2 separate regions of the Sus scrofa genome follow, and region 1 is linked to region 2. A link is a contact called in public HiChIP or PLAC-seq data. All regions are on one chromosome and are shown on one strand. The core of a region is the stretch at or near the end of the contact, and the rest is flanking DNA. Distances in the headings are between cores, read along the strand shown.

What was found. HiChIP or PLAC-seq counts read pairs in DNA pulled down with a chosen protein or histone mark.
Region 1: a contact with region 2 is called in an H3K27ac HiChIP or PLAC-seq map of alveolar macrophages. The contact joins two enhancer-like sites. A contact is called at or near these places in 1 of 47 Hi-C or Micro-C datasets (liver) and 1 of 2 datasets of contacts at active chromatin or transcription factors (alveolar macrophages).

What each region holds. Positions count from the first base shown.
Region 1 is chr13:21,739,035-21,745,511 of Sscrofa11.1, reverse strand. It overlaps LRRFIP2 (leucine-rich repeat flightless-interacting protein 2), which reads right to left. Exons shown (of 29, transcript XM_021071626.1): 15 at 4,736-4,804; 16 at 2,111-2,200. Among named protein-coding and RNA genes, the nearest start is that of LRRFIP2, 75 kb to the right of the region's middle. Within about 2 kb of position 2,126, at least 6 of the 83 cell types and tissues checked have an H3K27ac peak or open chromatin away from gene starts, as enhancers often do. A contact at or near this core is called in alveolar macrophages, where this site is marked.
Region 2 is chr13:21,647,223-21,653,597 of Sscrofa11.1, reverse strand. It overlaps LOC100737115. Among named protein-coding and RNA genes, the nearest start is that of LRRFIP2, 16 kb to the left of the region's middle. Within about 2 kb of position 2,962, at least 18 of the 83 cell types and tissues checked have an H3K27ac peak or open chromatin away from gene starts, as enhancers often do. A contact at or near this core is called in alveolar macrophages, where this site is marked.

The DNA of each region.
Region 1 (6,477 bases), core at 877-3,376, 93 kb before region 2:
CACCACAGCTCATGGCAACACTGGCTCCTTAACCCACTGAGCGAGGCCAGGGATCGAACCTGTGTCCTCATCGATACTAGTCAGATTTGTTTCTGCTGAGCCAGACAGGAACTCCTAAAATATATAACCTTTATTAAAATATGTAGATAAATCGAAATATACATGAAAAGAAAAGAATTTTTACTTAGTTAGTAGAGGCAGTGGAAGACTTAAAATACTGGCAATCTGGAGTTCCCGTCGTGGCGCAGTGGTTAACGAATCCGACTAGGAACCATGAGGTTGTGGGTTTGATCCCTGCCCTTGCTCACTGGGTTAACGATCCGGCGTTGCCGTGAGCTATGGTGTAGGTTGCAGACGCGGCTCGGATCCCGAGTTGCTGTGGCTCTGGCATAGGCTGGCAGCTACAGCTCCGATTAGACCCCTAGCCTGGGAAACTCCATATGCTGTGGGAGCGGCCCAAGAAATAGCAAAAAGACAAAAAAAAAAAAAAAAAAAAAAATACTGGCAATCTTTTCACTTCTGTGTAGTTACTAAAATAAATTGCCAAGAAATAAACATAAGGACAACATAACCAATCATTCAGACATCACATGAGATGTTAAAAGAATTCAAAGTTTTTAAGATAAAAGGTGTACACAAGAAATTAAACTGTTTATATTTATGAAAAAACAGGTTACTAAGCAAATTAATAAAATGGGCAATTACTTCAGGTGAAGGACCTGGGAGCCAGTCTTCTAACTTTGTGTACAGGGAGATTCCTTGATCTGACCATCCAACTAGTCCAAGATGGGACTGTTGTTTAGCCAGCTTTGAGAGTCAACAATCTGGAATACTTAAGGACCACACTTAAAATTGTTTTCTAGGATTAATCATTCAGAAATAGCTATTTAATACACTCGGTGATGTGCTAAATATAAATCATTATCTCTTCATTACAAAACTGCCTAGCTTTTTAAGAAACCCTGCTTCATGTGATTCAAAGCACTTGATAATTAGGACAGTCTTGGTCCAAGAGCAAAACAATACTAATGTCAGCAATAGAAAGAAGGTGTTACAGACAGGAAATCAGGCTGTCAGATAAATCAGGAAGGTAGATTCCTGCTGGTCAGGGTTCGTTCACTAAGGTAAATGCCTCAAGGCATTTCTACTGGACACTCTTTCCTAAATTCAGTTCCCAAAGAATGTAAAAGCAATGGATAGGCATTTCTTTAAAACAATGCCATAATTCAAATATTCAAAATTCATACAGAGTCTTCCCAGTTACTATGAATTAGTGACATTTTAATAAGTAGTATATTTTACTGTTCAATCTTCCCCAAAGTTTATCTAAAAATTTATGGATTCACCAAAATGAAAAGGGAAGGAAATTTTAACACTGATGAGGAATATCTAAATATGAGCTAGGAACTAGATGATTTTAAAGACTTAATTTTCATTTTATTAGATATGATGATGGCACAGTAAATAAAGTTCTCAACTAGAAATGTGCTCAGTACTGAACCTTTTACTGGGAAATGGCATGATGTATGGGATTTACTTTAAAATAATTCAGAAAAAAAAGAGGAAAGGGTAAAGAAACAGCTGAAACAAAACTGGCAAAATATGGATCATTGTTGGAGCTGCTAATGGGTTCTATGGAGTAAAATTTCTGCAGACACAAACAAAAAGAAAGACAGATGTGATACCACAAATGTAATGTTGTATCCGATTTTAAAAATCAGAACATAGCAATATACACATTTCAAAACAAATAACTATTTTTTAAGGGTTTTTTTGTTTTTGTTTTTTTGTCTTTTTTAGGGCTGCACTCGTGGCACATGGAAGTTCCCAGACTAGGGGTCCAATTGGAGCTACAGCTGCCAGCGTAAGCCACAGCCATAGTAACAAGGGATCCAAGCTACATCTGCAAACTACACCACAGCTCACGACAACACTGGATCCCCAATCCACTGAGTGAGGCCAGGGATTGAACCTGCATCCTCATGGATATTAGTTAGATTTATTTCTGCTGCACCACAATGGGAACTCAAAGTTCCAAATTTTAAAATAGCTACTGTGTTAGCTGTTAGTCACACGCCTGGGACAATGAGTCCCCATGCGATGCACTCACACTGGTCACATCTGGGATGCTGACATCATCCACGTCGGAGACAATGCTCCCCCTACGATTGGATCGACTGAAATAATCAGCAGCAGAGACCTTTTAGCCAGAAAAAAAAAAAAAAAAAAATGAGATGTTTTAAAAGTTAAGGAAAGAGAGAAGAAAAAGATAAGAACTTTAGCATATGGGGGCAAACTGTTCCGCTTTTGGGTGCGTGATAAAGAATGAAAGGAAATGAGGAAACTGTTATAGTTTACCTGCTCCAGAAAGAAAGACAGAAATGTAATGTGGTATTCGAAATGATACCACAGCTCCCTAAAATAAGCTCTTCTTCATCGTAGTTTTCTCTTTGCTATACAGATCATCCATCTGCTGCCTGAAGACCAGCATCACCCTCACCAGAGGGATTCTAGGGTAGCATTCACCTAAGATTCTACTATATTTTACAAATTTATAGTGCATTATAGCTATTGACTCCATTAATCAGTGACTGTAGAACTATTTGCAGAGTATTCACTGTGCCTTTCACCCAATTTCCACAGTTCCCTCTTTTTCATATTCTTCAAGATGGAGAACTGCAGAACAAAACAACAAGAGAACCACACTGGCCTCTTTATGGTTCCCCAAACTTTGTACCCAGTCTCTTCCTACCTCTGGCCTAGGACGCTCTCTGCCCAGCTCTTCCTCAAACAGCTGGCTCCTCACATTTGACTTTCAGCTCAAAGGTCACCTCCTTCAGAGAAACCTCATCCAAAAGGACGGACGGGGACGGACACACACACACACACCCTCAATGTCCTCTGTCATTTCACTTACTTTTTCTCTTCAAGACCCTGGGTTTACCTTTTCTTTTTGTCCCTTTCTTTACTAGTTTATGTTCTATTTCCTTCACTAAGATACATAAGCTCCATGATATCAGAAATCTGGCCTGTGTGGCTTACCACATTATTCCCAGCACTTAACACAGTGCCTCACATATAGCAGGTAGTTATAAATTCAAATATGTGTTGAATAATAAATAAACAATGAACTTTTTTTTTTTACTTCATTCATCAGCTATTTCTTATCTCAGCTCTGTCTGATTACCTTGCTTACAAACTCTGCTCTTCCTGAAAGGAATCTGGAAGCCCATCCACGAAGATGCCTTCTTCAAGGCTTACCAATATTAAGTTTTGCTAAGAGGTAATACAATTAAGCAACAATAGGGAGTTCCCACTGCGGCTCAGTGGAAATGAATCTGACCAGTATCCATGAGGATGCGGGTTCAATCCCTGGCCTCGCTCAGTGGGTTAAAAATCTGGCATTGCCATGAGCTGTAGTGTAGGTCACAGACATGGCTCGAATCCTGCATTGCTGTGGCTGTGGTGTAGGCTGGCAGTTGCAGCTCTGATTCAAATCCTAGCCTGGGAACTTTCAAATATGCAGGTGTGGCCCTAAAAAGCAAACAAACAATTAAGCAACAGTATTCTTGTTCACAAGAACAATAATAAATATGACTTAAGACTTACATAGAATAATATAATGGTAGCCACTGGCTCAGAACTTTTATAGCTATTTTCTATATGAAGATAGTCATTACATGCCTATTGTATAAATTAAAAAAAAAATTCTTTTAACACAACTAAAAGGTTGGAGAGATGGGTTAAGGCCAAGCATCATTATTTCAGAGTCGCTGCCCTTTGCACTCCATCTCATTCTGGGGTGCTTTCAGATGTCATGGACTGTTCTTTCTCCTTCAGCTAGTGTATGAGCATTAATTAACTTGCCAATGGACCACAACTATCTTAACTAGATGACTAAATTTCTGGAAACAAAGCTTACAAGCTTTTGTATTTCCCCTATTCTATGAAAACTTTGGATTTACAATCTTTTACAAAACATGACTCATTAAATGGCCTTCGATTTTCTTAAAGGAATTATAATATAGCCTCTTAGTCACTAGGTTCTCTCTTTTTTTTTTTTCCTTTTTGCTCTAAGCTGATACATCATCCTCACCAATATAATTTTCTAATCCATTCTTAAGTATAGCAAAAATGTCGTCAGCTCTCTTTAAAATTTCTTGCTTCATTGAAAGAATAACCTGAAGTTACATAATTTGTATTCTAATAGCTATTTTGTTACCTCTACAATGAAACTCTAGTTGACTCCTAAAGGCAGAATTTCTTAATTTTGCCATTAGTAACTCAAAAATACACAGGCCTTAAAGACGCATAAACATAAATTTAAATACATGTCGAAAGAGCAACTAATAGCATGATTTCTAATCCATAGTAATGAGTTTAAACAATGTGGAAGCACTAATATTGCTTTAAAAATGTTTTGGTTTTGATGGATTATACAAATACAGCAACATAAAACACTGCATAAAACAGCAAAAAAGAATAAAAAGTGAGAATCTTTCAAGTACGCAATGACTAGCATATAAGAAGTGTCATTAGGATAGGTTACATAGCCGACGGAGAAAATGTATTCTCAAGAATACATTCCTGAAGGCACATTATTCATATAAACTGAATTTGAAGCAAATGCTCATTACATCAAGTGCAAATTTCATTTTCCAATAGATTTCATGTGATCTCAAAGTGCTGCAATTTTAAAACTTATTGTATGTGTTTGCATGCAAACTACGCTCACCACACTCTCCTTTTGCCCATGGCTGGCACGACCAGAAGAGGCAATGCTTGCAGTGTCATCGTCGATAAACTACAGATATTAAAAGCATATAATGAAAAAGATGCAATTTCATTACAGGTCTTACCTGACTATAAGCACATGACGTAAGGCTTTGGAAGGCAGGCAAATACTATGAGCATTATAACTAGCATGACCTATCGCACAACATTAAACCAAAAAGCTGCTTCAAGGTATGATGAATGATCATTAAAATAATCAAAAGATATTTCCAAAAAGCACAAAAAGTAAAACTGTACTTTATCTTTTATTTAAGTTAAATTAAAGAAAAGGGGTGGGGTTACTCTGTTAGTGAAAACCAGCTAGGGACCTCTAGGCCCTTTGGGATCCTATCAGGGGTCAACAAATACACTTAATGTTTTAGTTTGGGAGAGAAAATAAAATAACCTTCTTAAGTGAAATAATATAAGTCAAAGATAGAATTTCCTACCAGCAAGGACACTGAAAGGATGGTTCTTATTTTCCTTTATTCATTCCTAGGCAAAAGGTGGAGATATTTCTAACATCACCAGCAGTGGAAGATACCTTCAGTATGTGTAGGTTACTTCCATTCTGACATCACTAAGAAACCATTCTGGCATCACTGGGATAATAACTCAGCCCAACTTGCAAATGAAATAGCATTTAGCCAGCATACAAGGACAGGATTCTACACTTGATTGAAAATATTACCATAATTTTGCTTGCAAGGGACTATCATAGTTGGGACATTAAAAATGCTAAGCCCAAAAATTGCCAAGTGAAATTTTATTACCAGGTAGGTTAAAAGTAAACTCCCTCCTTATGTGAAAAACTTTTTATCTCCTTAAACATCCCCGTAAATAACTTTTTTGTTAACTCTAAGAGTGGAATTCTTGATAAGTGCTACTTGGAAATGGCAAAACTGAGCCAAACATATATGTAAAATAAAGTTCATATAACTCATCTATTCTACTCCACAAAGTAACCTGCATTTGACTGTTAAGAAACTGCTTAAAAATTTCTCCAGTTTTGACATTGCTGAGAACAAGGTAGTTCCAAGGTCATTATTTGCTATTGAAAATGTTAATTAGTGCAGTCTTTTTGGTGGGTAAGATGGCAATATATATCATAATTTAAATATTTGTACTTATTGATTCTGATTATTTCATGATTAGCAATTTACCATGTAGATAGATCTACATATAAGTACACAAAAATATACCCGTATAAACATGTTCACTGTACAAATGTCTATAGTAGCAAAAATCTGACAACCTAAATGTCCATCAAAACGGCAGCAATTTTTCAAAGGTATTGCCCAGGCACTAATGGAATGATACATTGCCTTCAAAAAAAAAGGTGCTAACCTAAAACTATCTCCAAGAGGCATTCAGTGGAAATAGTAAGGGGCATGGTTTACTTTTTAAAATCTTCTAAATGTCATAAACAGAATAAAGTAAATCTTTACATACTGACCTGAAAACATATTTTGAGTAAAGAAATAATGTGAGGAGGAATATATATGTGAATCATTTAATAAAGGACATTGTGTATATAAATATAAATACATATACATATATAATATCTCAGAAAGGATATATAAGAACAGAGGTTGCATTTGAGGAATGGATATAGGAGGAAAGGGTCAGTGGACTTTGTACTTTCCTTAAGCTAATATTATGTTTATAAATTTTAAAAAAGTTTTACTACTACAGAAAGACTAG
Region 2 (6,375 bases), core at 1,713-4,212:
AGGCGTCATTATGACTGTAAATAACCAGGTGCTGTATATGATTTGTTAGATGTAAATCTGACAAAGGACTAATAGACATAATATATAAACATAATATATAAAGAGCCATAGACATAATATATAAAGAGCCCCCATAAGTCAATAAGAAACAGACATATGAAACAGTGCTTGACTTCATTAGTCATCAGAGAGACACAAATTAAAACCGCTATGAGAGGAATTCCCATCGTGGCTCCGCAGAAAAGAATCTGACTAGCATCCATGAGGACCCAGGTTTGATCCTTGGCCTCGCTCAGTGGGTTAAGGATCCGGTATTGCCATGAGCTGTGGTATAGGTCACAGACACAGCTTGGATCTGGCATGGCTATGACTGCGGTGTAGGCTGGCAGCTATAGCTCCTATTCGACCCCTAGTCTGGGAACCTCCATATGCCGTGGGTGGGGCCCTAAAAAAAAGACAAAAAATAAAATAAAATTAAAAAAATAAATAAAACCACTATGAGAGAACATTATATGACTACTAGAAAAGCTAAAATGAAAAAGACAATATCAAGTGCAGGTAAGGATGTGGGCAACTACAACTTTCATATGTCATTAAAAGCAGTATCAAATACATAACCAGGAGTTCCTGTTGTGGCTCAGTGGGTTAAGTACCGGACGTTGCCTCTGTGAGGATGTGAGTTTGATCCCTGGCCTCACTTAGTGGGTCAAGGATATGGTGATGTCGCAAGCTGTGGCATACGTCACACATGTGACTCAGATTTGCTGTTGCTATGGCCTCAGCTGCAGCTCCATTTTGACCCCTAGCCTGGGAACTTCCATATACTGCAGGTGCAACTGTAAAAAGAAGTAAAAGAGTATATACACAGGCAGACAGACAGACACACACACACAAAGTTTGAGACCTGAAAAGGAGTGGGTAACCTCGCTAATAAAAAGGAAAAAAAAATTCTGGGGAGCTCTTTGGCAATGTCTACTAAAGCAGAACACATTCATACCTAATACCTATAGAGTCCACTTCTGGGTAATACCTAGACACCTAAATCTTCATTAAGGGGTTTAGATCTGGGGTCACAAATTCAAACACACACACACAGAGGTTAGGTAAGTAATATCATTTACCAGCCAGATAAAAAAGGATCTATTTGCTGCCACATGCATGGACCTAGGATTCTCATACTAAGCAAAATCAGTCAGAAAGAGAAAGACAAATGCCATTTATCACTTATACGTGGAATCTAAAATAGGACACAGATGGAGTTCCTGCTGTGGTGCAACAGGATCAGTGGTGTCTTGGGAACGCTGGGACACAGGTTCAATCCCCTGCCTGGCACGGTGGGTTAAAGATCCAACATTGCTGCAGCTGTAGCTTAGGTCGAAACTGCAACTTGGATCTGATCCCTGGCCCAGGGCAGCCAAAAAAGAAAAAAAAAAAAAAAAAAAAAAAAGGACACAACTTATCTATGAAAGAGAAACAGACTCACAAAAAATATAGAGAATAGACCTGTGGTTGCCATGAGGGAGGGATGAGGACTAAATGGGAATTTGGGATTAGCAGATGTAAACTATTATATATTGAATAGATAAACAATGAAGTCCTACTGTATAGCACAAGCAACAATATTCAATATCCTATGATAAACCACCATGGAAAAAATATGAAAAATAATATTGTAAAAAATTACTGGCCAGAAGGGCACTCTCAGTGGAAATGATTTAAATGGACACCCTTTGGCAGAGCTGTCCTTCACCCTTCTGTTTGCTTTCCTCTGGAAGCAGCCCCTGCATGCCAAGATCTCAAAGTTCCACCTCTTCTCTCTCTCAAGTGATTGATTGCCCTTGGGTGGACACCTCACTCATGCCAGGCACATGGGTTCACTTGGGGCTCTGCCCAGACCCCCTTGCCTGGGCAGTGCACCTCCACCAGCTGCTGTGAGTGCTGGCTGCTAACAGCTCACAGCTGCCCCTGCTCTTGAATAGCCTTTTCCCAGAACGCTTGAGAAATTATGCCCCACCCCCACATAAGGCAAGCCACTGTCCATAACTGATGGATATGGGGGTCCAAAAGGCAGGCTCCCTTGTGTCAGGTGGGATAGCTGTAGTGCCCTGCATTCTTTAGATTCCACAGTGGGATCAGGCTGAGGCTAGACTTGCAGCTCTAGATCCTGCTCCATCCTATGTCCCTGCCTATTAAGTTTCTCCTGAGCACTCCCCAGTGAATCATTTGCACCAGTATCCCTCTGCTTCTACGGAACCTGAGGTAAGTCACAGGGCCCATAAGACCCACTTTCCTTAAAGAGCCGAAAGCCCAGACACACTCAAACAGTCACATCAATGTCACAACCACCAAGCGCTGGAGCTCAGTGTCTTCCCTCCCTGAGATGGGGTTCAGCCTCCCTCTGATTTCATAAAAGCTCCAGGGGCTTTCCAGTAATCCCCTTTTTTGTTCAAGTCAGCCAAAGTCCATTTCTCTTCCCTGAAACCAACATAACCTTAACTAATAGGATGGGGAATCCAGGCCTGACTTAACATGGCTTTGGAGATCCACCCAATGCTTTGAGGAACAATGTCAGTGAGACTCCCGAGAGGAAAATTAATTGATTACCCTTCCTATTCCCATGGCTTCAGTCACTAGAAGTGCTGCTAGGAATGCTCCCTATCCTTTAATCCTCCAGGAATTTGCCTTGCTGAGGAGTTAATTTGTTACCCGGGGCTCTGTTTCCCTGAGACCTCCTTGACTCCCGAGAGGCAGATCGAGCTAAATTCCTTCCACTGGTCGTCATCGTCTTGCATTTCTCTTTGTTTCTAGTCCTGTCCAGGATGCCTCTAGCATCTCTCTGAGGCTTCTTATCCCTCAAGTGCACTTTTCCACATTCTCTTGTCCTCCCTATGTGTGCATATGTATGTGGTGTGTTTGTACACATGCTCAGAAAGCCAACAGAGGCCATGAAGAAATCTCTGGAGAGTGGCCAGGTTTCAAATCACTCAGCCATGAAAGGGTGACACAATGCAAGCCTGATTAGTTCCACTCAGCATCATTCACTGATTCATCACAAAATTGATCCTTCTGATCCAGACTCTCCTCTCTCAATGGTCAAAGCAGCTTTTGTCTGAGCCAGGCATTGTGCCTCTATAGCCATTTTATGTAGTTGAGCCCAAGACAAGGGTCTATCCTAGCCAAATGTGGAAAGAGCTGGAAAATATTTTAAGATATTAACTTACAGTCTGTTTCCCAGTGGGGGTCTCCTCCGCTCCCCTTCCTTCACTTAAGCAGAACGTCACATGGTCTGAGGGGAGCCACGCTGCAGGGTGAAGGGTGAAAAGTTGACACATCATTTCTGGCTTGTTCCTAGTGATTGGTTCGTTCCGTAGACTGATGGTCCTCTGGTCTTAAAGCTCTCACATGAGGTTTGTTTGGTCCACACAGTCTTTTTTTTTTTTTTTTTTTTTTTTTTGCTGTACTCAAAGCATGTGGAGGTTCCTGTGCCAGGGATCAAACCTGCAACACAGCAGTGACCGAAGCCACTGCAGTGACAACACTGGATCCTTAATCCACTGAACCACAAGAAGACTCCCACTGTTCTTTTTAAAAGTCTGATTTTGGGGGGTTCCCATAGTGGCTCAGTGGGTTAAGAACTCAACATAGTGTCTATGAGGATGTAGGTTCAATCCCTGGCCTCGCTCAGTGGGTTAAGGATCTGGTGTTGCCTTAAGCTGAAGCCTAGGTCATACATGTGGTTTAAATCCTGTGTTGCCATGGCTGTGGCATAGACCAGCAGCTGTAGCTCCACTTCGACCATAGCCTGTGAACTTCCACAGGTGCAGCCTTAAAAAAAAAAAAAAAAAAAAAGCAAAAGTCTGATTTTGGCTACACAGGGCTCAGCTGTCCAGTGTACCTCAGGTCCCCAACACTCCCTACTGTCTGTCACCATCGACATTTCCTGCCTGGCCTCTTTCTGTGTACACTTGAATCTGTGACCACAACCTCAAAACCATTAAAGAAGATTATGCTCAGTGCCCTATATGCAAACATAGTCCTGAGGAAGAAACAAGAGGATTAAGAGAGGAAATTTCCCCCTCAGGAGGGCGACAGCCACAATGTAAGGCCCAGTGATGGCTATGACCATGATTCTACAGCACACAATTTAAATAACCACCTGAGGCATGGCTAATGGGTGAGAGGCCACTGTGGAGCAAGACAGCAATATTGGTCTAAGGTCAGAAGGAAGGGAGGGGCCAGGGTGTGTGTGCTGTGGTCTAGTGTCTAGTCTGCTCTCCATCCCCCTTCTCCTCCTTTTTGATGGAGCACCTTGATTACCTGTGGGAAACTGTCCCAACCCATGGTAGAGAGTCTGGGAGAGGATGTCCATTAAAGTGCTGTGGCCAAGGAGTATGCGTGACCAAGTGACCCAAACCAGGCTACCCACACTCTTTCCTCCAAGAATTTGGACCTTGAGCACAGGAACAGACGGGGAGAAAATCTGTCCTCCCTTGAAGGAACTGCCCATTAACTCCTGCTATCTAGACTCCTCAGGCACCCTAACTCTTCCTCTTCCTGGGGCCTATTTTGGGTCAGATTCTGTAAATTCTGGGACCTTTCCTTTTCATTCCAATAAGGTGTCTTTAGGGTCAGTCCTGTTGCTGGCAACCTGAGAACTCTGCCTTGTACAAGAGGTATCCTGGAAAATATAGGATGTGAGCTGACGAGAATAGCTTATTCCAGGTGAGGAGCATGCTCTCAGGGAAGCCTCTAGAGATCGCCGCTCCGCCTGGCTCAAGGGGAAATGTCAAGGGAGGAAGTGTGCGAAATGGGGGGCGGGAAGGGCTAGAATGGGAGAGTCTTTTCCTATTTGTCTTCAGGGTATGGCCTTTCCCCTAGAGCAGAGGTTCCTGTGATGTTGTTGTACACACTGCTGGGCTGTAATCAGCGAGCAAACGAGTTAGATCCAGTCCGCAGAGGACTGGGCAGGATGCATTAGAAACTGGGGATGCTTTGGAGTTTCCTTTGTGCTCAGCAGGTCAAGAACCCAACACAGTGTTTGTGAGGATGTGGGTTTGATCCCTGGCCTTGTGCGTCAGGTTAAGGATCCAGCATTGCTGCAAGCTGTGGCGTAAGTCGCAGATGTGGCTTGGATCCAGGGTTGCCATGGCTGTGGTTCCCTAGCCTGGGAACTTCCATATCCTGCAGTTGTGGCCATAAAAAGAAAAAAGAAAAAGAAGAAAAGAAATTGGGGATGCACCAAGGAAGTGGGTTCAGTAGGAAGTCTCAGCCACCAGGTGAGCTGAGGCAGCAAAGTGTTGGGAGCCAAGACTGAAGAGAAATAAGAGCAATGGAGGAGGAGAGAATATGAGAAGACAGTAACTGTCTGCAAAGAATAGAGTGGACCCTTGAGTCAGTCTGCCTGGGTTTGAATCATGGCCCCATCACTGACTTCGTGTGATCAGTTTTTTCCTGTTTCAATATTCCCTACCTCAGTTAATTTAGTGGCTGGCAAAAACCAAGCAGTCAAAAAAGGATGACTAGTGTCATTATTTTAATCAATAAAATGTTATTCTACTCATCCAAATTGCTAATTATCAGTTATTATGATTACCCTTTAATCTTCAGATTCAAAGCCACAGACCATGCCTGCAACCCACCCACACACAAAACACACAATTATATTTCAGAAATACCCCTGGGGCCCAGCCTGAAATTACAGACTAATAAACCTGAGACAAGGTCAAAAAGATACCATAAAAGAAAAGATCCAGCAGGCATAAATTTGTACCATTATGTTCAAAGGGAAATGGTTTGAGAGATAGAGCTATGGGATGGACAGGGATGCAGGTACTTGGCAGGGTTAGGACAGTAACCTAAGATTACTTCCTGTTCTGATAAGATTCTTGGAAACTAGATACAGATACAGCCCCTGCTATTTGAACTGGAGCATGATGGTCCATGATGTACCCTGTGAGCCTGCGAAACAGGACCTAAAAATGTAACTGTATTATTAAAACAGTTCCATTTATCACTCTTCAAGAAGATGGAGTAAGTGCTGGCCTGGGAGGTAGAAGTCCTGGAGGCCCCAGAGGGTCTATGAAGATTTCTGGGAAGGAATTCACCCAATATAGTAGCTCCTGACCATGACAGGCCCCTCCAGGTAGAGGGGAGCCATTAGGACACACCTCAGGATGTGTCTAGAATAATCCTAAGAGATGTTTGGATTATATCAGCAAACAAGGCACAAAGATCCTTATCTCTGTGGAATTACATTCTAGTGGGAGAGAGAGAGCATAAACAACAAATAAGTATATATAATATAGTATTATTCAGAGATAATAAGGGCTACCAAAAACAAAGAAAGAAAAAAGGCATCAGGATGGGAAGAAGTGT